Regions from separate parts of the Oryctolagus cuniculus genome. Here region 1 is linked to region 2. The links are chromatin contacts, called in public Micro-C maps. All regions are on one chromosome and are shown on one strand. The core of a region is the stretch at or near the end of the contact, and the rest is flanking DNA. Distances in the headings are between cores, read along the strand shown.

Evidence for each region. A called contact is a pair of places that touch in the nucleus more often than the background predicts.
Region 1: a Micro-C map of ear pinna shows a contact between it and region 2, with 2.6 times the contacts expected there. The contact joins the promoter of PPIL1 here to the enhancer-like site in region 2. A contact is called at or near these places in 2 of 6 Hi-C or Micro-C datasets (ear pinna and an unstated tissue).

Annotation. Positions count from the first base shown.
Region 1 is chr5:132,735,602-132,740,100 of mOryCun1.1, forward strand. PPIL1 (peptidylprolyl isomerase like 1) reads left to right here and starts at 1,679. Exons shown (of 4, transcript XM_070074141.1): 1 at 1,679-1,799.
Region 2 is chr5:132,660,017-132,664,108 of mOryCun1.1, forward strand. It overlaps PI16 (peptidase inhibitor 16), which reads right to left. Exons shown (of 6, transcript XM_051854798.2): 2 at 3,400-3,621; 3 at 1,721-1,830; 4 at 1,431-1,519; 5 at 280-915; 6 at 1-73. Among named protein-coding and RNA genes, the nearest start is that of PI16, 5.3 kb to the right of the region's middle. Within about 2 kb of position 1,280, at least 8 of the 8 cell types and tissues checked have an H3K27ac peak or open chromatin away from gene starts, as enhancers often do. A contact at or near this core is called in ear pinna, where this site is marked.

The DNA.
Region 1 (4,499 bases), core at 429-2,928, 76 kb after region 2:
GTGAAGTTGTATGATGGGAAGAGGAGAAGGGTTTTCTGGAGGAGATGGGACAAAGGCACAGACAAGGTTTGGGAGACATTGCAAGCAAAGAGAAGAGCCTGGGCGAAAGCCTACAGGTGGTAATGCCGGTGGCACCTTGACTGACTGGGTAAAAGACTAGGGAACCAACTTGGAGAGGTGAGCGAGGGGCCGAGGGGAAACAGACGTGCAGCTCCAGCCGAGTGGTTAGGGACTTTCACTGGGCTGCGAGGGACCAACATTTCTGGGGAGAGGAGGGAGCCCTACAAGATGTTTTGGGAAGAAGACTTCAACTGCTGCGCGTGGGGTGGATGGGTGGGGGAAAGCCGAAAGGCAGGGAAGCCAGCAGGGGGACTCCTGAAATAACCCTGGCACTAAAGATCTGAAACAGGGTCCAGCTTGTGGAGCGGCAGGTTAAGACACTGCTTGGGATGCCCCATCAGCGTGTCTGGGATGGAGCCCCCGCTGTTCTGCTCATGATCCAGCTTCCTGCTAATGTGCCGGGGAAGGCAATAGGTGATGGCCCAAATGCATGGGACCCTGCCCCACTTGTGAGATTCAAGGATGGAGGTCCTGGTTCCTGGTTTTAGCCACAAACTAACTGTTGTGGGCATTTAGGGAGTGAATAAATGGATGGAAGATTCTCTCTCTCTCTCTCTCTCTCTCTCTCTCTGTCACTCTGCCCTTCAAATAAATAAATATATTTTTTTAAAAGATCTGAAACAGTAGTGGGAATGGAAAGGAAGGAATTCAATTTGGGGATGTTTGGAAAAAATAATGCACAGATCTTGGCGACAAGTCACTTATAGGGAGGAGAGGGAAATGGAATGATCCTAATGATCCTCAGGTTTCTAGCCTGGAAAATGACAATTCTAAAAAAGAATTAAAAATTTTTTAAAAGATTTATTTATTTATTTGAAAGGCAGAGCTATAGAGAAAGGAGAAACAGAGAGAGATCTTCCATCTGCTGGTTCACTACCCAAGTGTCTACACTGGTTAGGGCTGAGCCAGGCTGTAGCCAGGAGCCAGGAACTTCATCTGGGTCTCCCACACAGGTGGCAATGGCACAAGTACTTGAGCCATCCTCTGCTGCTTTCCCAGGATGGTAGCAGGGGCCTGGATCGGGAGTGGAGCAGCCAGGACGTGAACCAGCACCCACATGGGATGCCAGCATTAGGCAGTGGCTTTACCTGCCATACCACAATGCCAGTGTTTGTAATTTTATTTTTAATACAGGATATTTACTTGGAAGACACACCCAGCACTGACACAGGATAAGTGAAGTAAATACAAGTTGCTGTTACTTCAAGGTGAAGGATCAGTTAGAACTCAGCAAGGCAATCCAGACCTCTTCTCAACTCCTTCCTCTCATTACCGACACCCTGTGGTTTGCTTGGGGACAAAAATGCCAACAACAATACCAGCCACAAAGCCTCTTGAGGCAGGACTTTGGAAATAAGCAAACATCATCTTACAGTTTCATAAAACTCCAACACACCCATCACGTGCCCTATACCTCTCAAGTCGGGAACTCGTAAGGTCCAGGGAAAAGCAACTCACAAAACAACAGACTTTCCCACTCAGCTCAAAGGGCACAAGGTGGACACGAATGCAAGACTGCAGGAGAAGTAAAGTTTTTATACTCTATCAGCACAGCACTCATCAGGACAAAATTCAGTTCTTGTGGCACAGTGGGTTTAGCCACTGCATCAGGGTGCCCTCTGGCAAGGAGCTCTTCATTTTGTGCGGAAAGCCGGTACACCTGTATTTCCACTTGACAGGTAAGGACATTCAGACTGAGCGGTTAAGAGCACAGCTCAGCAACTGTGGTTCTTAAAGCAAGCAATTTAATCTCTGTAAAGCTCGCTTTTCTAAAAGTAAAAGGGGGAAAGCAATATCCACCTTGTGGGGTTTTGAAAAGCAAGCACGCAAAGACATGATCATGTTTAGCTTGCTGCCAAGCCAGCATTACTAAGTGTGCAGAAGTTTATTTATCCTGTTTCACTCCTGTCTTCCCTCCAAGCCTCCTCACAGCTCCTGTCATTGGCTTCTCGTTTTTGGCCCTCAGCAAACCCTCCCAAGTTTGGGGCACCGTCTGCCCTAACCAGTTATTTTAGGCCTCGTTCCTGCTCCGAGCCTTCTGACTGGTGGTCTCCCGTCTTTGTCTTTCTCTTTCCTTAGTTCTCATTTTCTGCCCAGCCTTTCCCTCGCTATTCTCCCCAGGCTCCTGGCTTGAGTCTGGAGGCTCAGATCCGCTAATAGTCATTTAGCTGCAGGGTCTCAGTTTTCACATCTGAAATGGGAATATTATTATCTCCTGTATGGGATTTTGCGGAGTGGAGGAGATAAGAGGGCGCAGGCGCCGTGTAGATCATACATCGCCTCAGGAAAGTTCTCGGCCGGCGGCTCAGCTCCACTCCCTTTTATTCTCTTCCGCCCTTTCCAGTCCGGGACCATTGTGGAATTAAGAGATTTTTTTGAATTGAATGTTAGGGCATCTCCCCAATCGAGTGCAGAGCTGTTGGTTGTTCCCGCCTTCCACGACTAAACGAGCCAATCAGATCGCTGGGAGGTTGGCGAGGTACCGCCCCTTGGCGCCCACCTTTAATAGAACTTGAACTTTTCGCCGTCCCTGCAACCAGCCTCGTCTTGCCCCGCATCCCAGCTTCAGGCCCCAGGAGGGTGCTTCCTTTTCCTCGTCCCTGTTCCCCAAATCCTGGTATCAAACGGGTTGGACGGCGGCAACCGGAAGTGTGCACCAACGTGTCGGGTCCCCCTCGAAAAGACACCGGAAGTAATCGTTGGTAGAGAAGGATTCCGCCAGCCTCGCCATGGCGGCGATTCCCCCAGACTCCTGGCAGCCGCCCAACGTTTACTTGGAGACCAGGTGAGGGGCGGCTGGTCCCTGGGGCTGGGCTGGCGGAGGCGACACGGAGCGCGGGTCTCGCCACGGGGCGCGCTGTTCGAGAATGCGGCCTCGTGGGGCGCGGCCGTGAGGGCCCCCTGAGGGCTGCCCCGCCGCCCGCGTCCGAGCCCCGCACCGACTGGCGCGGGGGTCTCACAGACAGCTGCCCGATGTCCTCCTCCCTTTACTCCATTCCTTGCTTCGTCCGTCCGTTCATTCATTCATTCATTCATTCAGCCGGCGTAGGCGCCCGCACGCCAGCCACGCCGAATCTGGAGTCTGGGGATACAGAGCTGGGTAGCATACAGGTCTCTGCTTTAAACGCAGGCGCCGTCACGTGTAGTGGTGTTATTTCTTCTCCTCCCCTCCGATTTCGGCAGCCTTGGTGCCAGAACTGACCGATTCCATGGCTTGAGCAGAGCCACGCAGCTAACGGCTGAGGGGGACCTTGTTTGACTCCTTGGTCAGTCGGCCTCGCGGGCTCCGGTCTTCAGCCGCATGCATTCCCCTTGCCCCTTTGGGAAAACTCAGAGTGCTCTTTCCAAAGTGGAGCCCGGGATCCTGCTCGGAAACCTTCAATCACTTCCTGCTGCGCTAACAGTGTGAAGTGAAAACCTAGCATGGCCCGCAAGCTGCTTCCCGCGTGTTCGCTCCGTGCCTGCAGTTCCCGCAGCCGCCGCCAGGGGCCAGCCCAGGCCTCCCTGCCTGTTTCTCCGTCGGGTCCCCTGTATTTGCTCCCTGGCCGGATTCTACCTCAGGCCCCGACCTGTCGGCTGGGAACTCCCTTGTTAGTATTTTTTTTATTAAAAAATAAATTGAAATTTACAGCGAAGCTGTGGAAAAGTATGTAGAGGAAGAAGTGAAAGTTACCTCTCTTTGAACGCACTGTTTGAACAAGTTTGTCAGATGCCCGTCTGGGTCTTTCTAGTTCGTATTTTGCTCATTTCCTCTTTCAAGGACATTTAAAATTGCATCTCCATTTTTTTTGTGCTTTGAAAGCACTGAAATGAACATCCTTGTATGTTGTATCCTTCGGCACTTTGCTACCTGTCCTTAGCGAATAGATACTTAGAAGTTGAAGTTGCTGAGATGTGCACATTTCAGAACTGTAGCAGAGCTTCCTGATTGTCATTCCCAAAGGTTATTTCCACTGTTTAAAAAAATAACTGAGCCGGTGCTGTGGGGTAGTAAGTTCAAGTCCCAGCTGCTCCACCTCAGATCCAGCTCCCTGCTAATGCACCTGGGAAAGCAGAAGATGGCCCAAGTGCTTGGGCCCCCATACCCACATGGGAGACGCGGAGGAGGCTCCTGGCTTGGGACAGGCCCGGCTCCGGCTGTTGCAACCATCTGAGGAGTGAACCAGAGCATCAAAGATCTCTGTTTCTCCCTCTCTCTCTGTAACTCTTTTTTTTTTTAATGCCTTTTTCATCTTTTTTATTTTTAAAGATTTATTTATTGACTTGAAAGGCAGAGTTACAGTGAGCGGTCCTCCATCTGCTTGTTTACTCCCCAGATAGCTGCAGTGGCCGGAGCTGCGCCGATCCAAAGCCAGGAGCCAGGATCTTCTTCCGGGTCT
Region 2 (4,092 bases), core at 30-2,529:
AGCAGCGGCTGGAGAGGGCCCCACACGTGACCCCAGCTCATCTCCATGCCAGGCTCCTCAGGGCCTTGTGCACCTGTGGGAAGGAAGCGGCTTTGCCTCAGCCGGCTGACAGCTGTGCCTGACCTCCCACCCACCACACCATGCAAGGGGTGGGGGCGGCAGCCAGGGCAGAAGCTCCCACTCGGAGAGTGCATGCCCCACATGCCGCTGGGGGCAGGATGCTGACAACGACAGTGTAGCGCCAGGCGAGGAGGGGGGCACAGACGCTACCGGCCTTACCTGGCAAGGATGCCTGCAGGGCCAGGGTACGCCCACCGGTGGCGTTAGCGATGACAGAGGCATTGGGGACACTGGACAGGGACTTGGAGGAGGTGTGCCCCGAGTGGTCCAGTGTGGCCTGCAGCTCACCTGGCTTGTCTTGGGCTGGAGAAACTGAGGCCAAGACCTCACGGGAAGGAGGCGACTGGGCCTCAGGCTCTGCCTCGTCCTGGGCCTGGGGCAGAGGCTTGCTTGTCCCTGTCAGGGACACGCTGGGGTACGGAGAGCTCTGTGGGCTCAGGGAGGGTGTGCTGGTGTCGCTGGCCACTGCGTGCATCGACTGGGGGCTGGGAGCCTGGGTCGTGCCGGGGAAGGTGACCGGCCCCTCCTCCAAGGAGGGCAGGCTGTGAGTTGCTGGAAAGTGAGGGACCTTGGTTGCTATGGTAGGCGCGGCCTGGGTTGTCGTGGTTGCTAAGGAAGATGGGGCCTTGGTGTGTGCAACAGGCAGAGCCTCGGTGGCCGGCGAGCCTGCGACCTCCGCGGCCGGGGAAGGGGTACCCGTTTTCCCAGCGCCCGAGGCTCCGGTTGCCGGGCTGGATGCGGCCTCAGTGACCGAGTCAGGCAAATCCTGAGCCTCCTCCGGGCCTCTGATGGGTTCTGATAAGATAGACAAGGCCCGGTGTTAGGGCTGCAAGGGGGACCCTCACGGCCCTCCCTCACTGCGGCCAAGGCGAGGCGATCCAGGGTCCTACCGGGACACCCAAAACCGCACGCACACCTGCGGCGCCGCGTCCCTCACCGCCATTAAATGTTACTACCGGCCACTGCTGAACCCACGGCCTCCGCCAGCACTCGCTGGGCGCGCACCTCGAACCTCCACTTCCTCGGGTCTGCGCCGGCCGAATTCCCGCGCCTAATTCGCCCACCGCACTCGGGCCCCGCCCACCCAGGCCCCGCCCGCCGCAGCTCTGGCCCCGCCCACAAGGCAGGCCCGCGCCGGCTCTTCACGGAGCTCGCCACCGAGATTCGGTCCCTTGGGACTGGCGGGCGCCTGCGCGGCTGCGCGAAGAGGGCGGGGCGAGCCACCGAGGGCCCCCCTCCCGCGCAGGCGCAGAGCCCGCAGCTGCGCAGGGTCGCGCTTCCCCCGGAGCCCAGCCCGGCCCCCGACTCACCGCAGAGGGAGTCCTCGCAGCGGTAGCCGGAGGGACATTGGGAGCACGGGGGTCCCTCCTGGTAGGGCCTTTTCCCCTTCACGTTGCCTCTGCAGGGGGCGAGGAGAACACTGGTGAGGGGACCCAGGCGCTCCCCGCCGCCATCCGCTTGTCCCCTAGTCACAGAGTGCCCTGCGTCGGGTGCCCTCCCAGCTCCCAGCCGGTAGAGGACCCTCTTCCTGAGGCTGTGCCTGACTCGGCCCTCCGCGGGCTCTGCCCCCACCAGCACCCGCACCCGCACCCGCACTCACGGAGGCTCGTAGTTGCACACCAGTAGTTGGATGTTGGTCTCCTCAACGCCCTGGAGCTTCTCACAGAAGTGGGAGCCGCAGCCAATCCTCTCTGACTTAGACCAGACCACCTGAAGGAGAGCACGGCCAGAGCTCAGCCCCGTCCGGGGGGCACCGTCCCTGCCCGCTGCCCCTCTGCACCAGCCTTCTGAGCGGTGTCTCTCCCCTGCCAGCCACACGTTCCATTTCACTGGGCGTCTTTCCCCCAGCTTCAGAGCCCCGGCACTGCGTGTGAACCATGGGGTACATTCAAAGGAATGCATCCCAAACGACAGAGTCATGGACATCAGCAACAAGAAAAAACCCTGGGGAGGGAACAGGGGGAGCCGTTTTGAAAGGGGGGGGACTTCCTCTGGATCACAAGTGGGCAGGGGTCTGCTCTCCCTGTGAGTTCTGTTCAAGTCTAAAACATAAAATATCATCCTTACAGCCGTGAGGGTGAGACCCAGCAGCCTCTGCTTGCTATCTCGTTCTGCTTGCATCAGCAGTCTCCCGGGTCCCAGGCGGAATGACCCCAGCTGGTGACCCGAGAGAGAGCCAGGCAGAGCTGAGAGGACTCACGCTGGGCATAGACAGCAGTCCCCGGGGAGCGAGTCCCTGCCGACAGGGTGACGGGTGGGAAGGGGACAGGGAGGGCACTTCGGCCTCGCAACTTCCGGACCTGGGTGGGTGCTGTGTTGATTTCCTTCCCTAAAGATTACGGTTAAAAATAGCACCCGGCAGAGGCACAGAAAAATGGAATTGGTGGATGTGGGTGGGAAGATGGTTTCTTTTTTCTTTTGTTTGTCATGTTTTGGTTCAGACAAGACGTGAGCCCTGGGAGACCAAGCATTCAATCACACACTTGTTCAGTCTCCTACACACAGCCACCCCTTATCTGAGGCAACCACGCGGTGTGTGAACGTGGGCCAGACCCTAGGCACGAGTGGATGAGCTAAGAGCAGTAGGTCAGTGCTGGTTTCCTCCTCGTGCTGCTCACGTGTGCTGGGCAGGAGAATGCCCTTGTTTGTAGTGGGCACGGGAGCATTATGTTGGCAATTTACTCCCAACTGTGTTCGGAAAAATGTTGTTTGTACTATTATTGTTGCAACCCCTTAGAAAGTTTGGAATAATTTCCAAATAAAAAGTTATGTTTAAACAAGTATACTGACGTTTCTTATTAACTTGTTTTTGCTATCTTGTTTTTTAAAAATTCAGACTTTCAAAATGCAGCGAGCAGCCAGACATAAGCAACAACAACCACAAAAAATAGTGAAAGGCAGGAAATGCTGCCAGAAGTTTCCTCGAAACCTTTATTCAGTGACAATTTGTTCTTTTAAAAAAGCAAATAAAAATCAGACAAACAAAATCACCTATTTGCTTTACCAGTCCCTGGCAGTAAATCAGACGGCAGAAAGTCACCGTGAGCTCAGCAGGAAGAGGGAAGGTGGCAACCCAGCCAAACTAGGCCAGGGCACAGGGCTGCGGCGAGCCTGGTGCCGGGAGTGTCCGGGACACGCAGCCTGGGCCGCCTCAGTGCCAGGAGGCCGGGGTGACATGCAAACGGTGCGGGGTGGGGGGGGGTCAAGGAGAGAAGATGCTCCCGGGTCGGCGAGGCAGGCCCCGCCCCGCCACGAGGCCCCGCCCCGCCGAGCGCGCACCTGCGTGTAGTGGCCGCACATCTGGTCCCGGGCGCAGGTGGCGGCGCTGAGGTTGTAGTGCTCGCGCTCGTGGTGCCACTCCTCCATGGCCAGCGGCACGTCCACGACCTCGTCCGTGATGGCGAACAGGTTCTCGCCGCGCCGCCCGCGCTCCTTGTTGTGGCCCCACACGCACTTCTGGGCGTAGGCCTTGGCGAAGGCGGCCAGCTCCTCGTCCCATCTCTGCGGGGCAGGCGCGGGAAGGAGGTGAGGCTGAGGGGGCCTGCGGGTTTCTGGAGGTCCCAAACTCCCCACCCTCGTCCCGGCACCCTCCTGTAGCGGGCGGCGCCTTGGCCAGGAGCCGGAAGCCGTCTCTGCTGTGGATGGGCTTGGGGAGGGGGGTTCCGAGGGAGAGGGCTCCCCCAGCTCAGACTTGGGACCCTTCGCTAGCTGTGTGAGCTGGAACAGAGTGGGGTGTCGGGCAGCTGGCCTTGCCTACCCCTTCAGGGAAATACTGAGTTTCTGTTCAGTCCCCCCCCCCCACCATAAATCTGCCGAGGGGGACAGCCCCCTTCTCTCTCCACTGGCCTCCCAGGCTCCCACAGCCCCTTTGGGACAGCCCAGCCCCTCCGGGTGCCCCTCCCCGGTACAGGTCCTAAGGGCTCTTGACTCTTATCAAGTTGCCATTCCCCAAGGGAATCAGTGTCTCCCCTG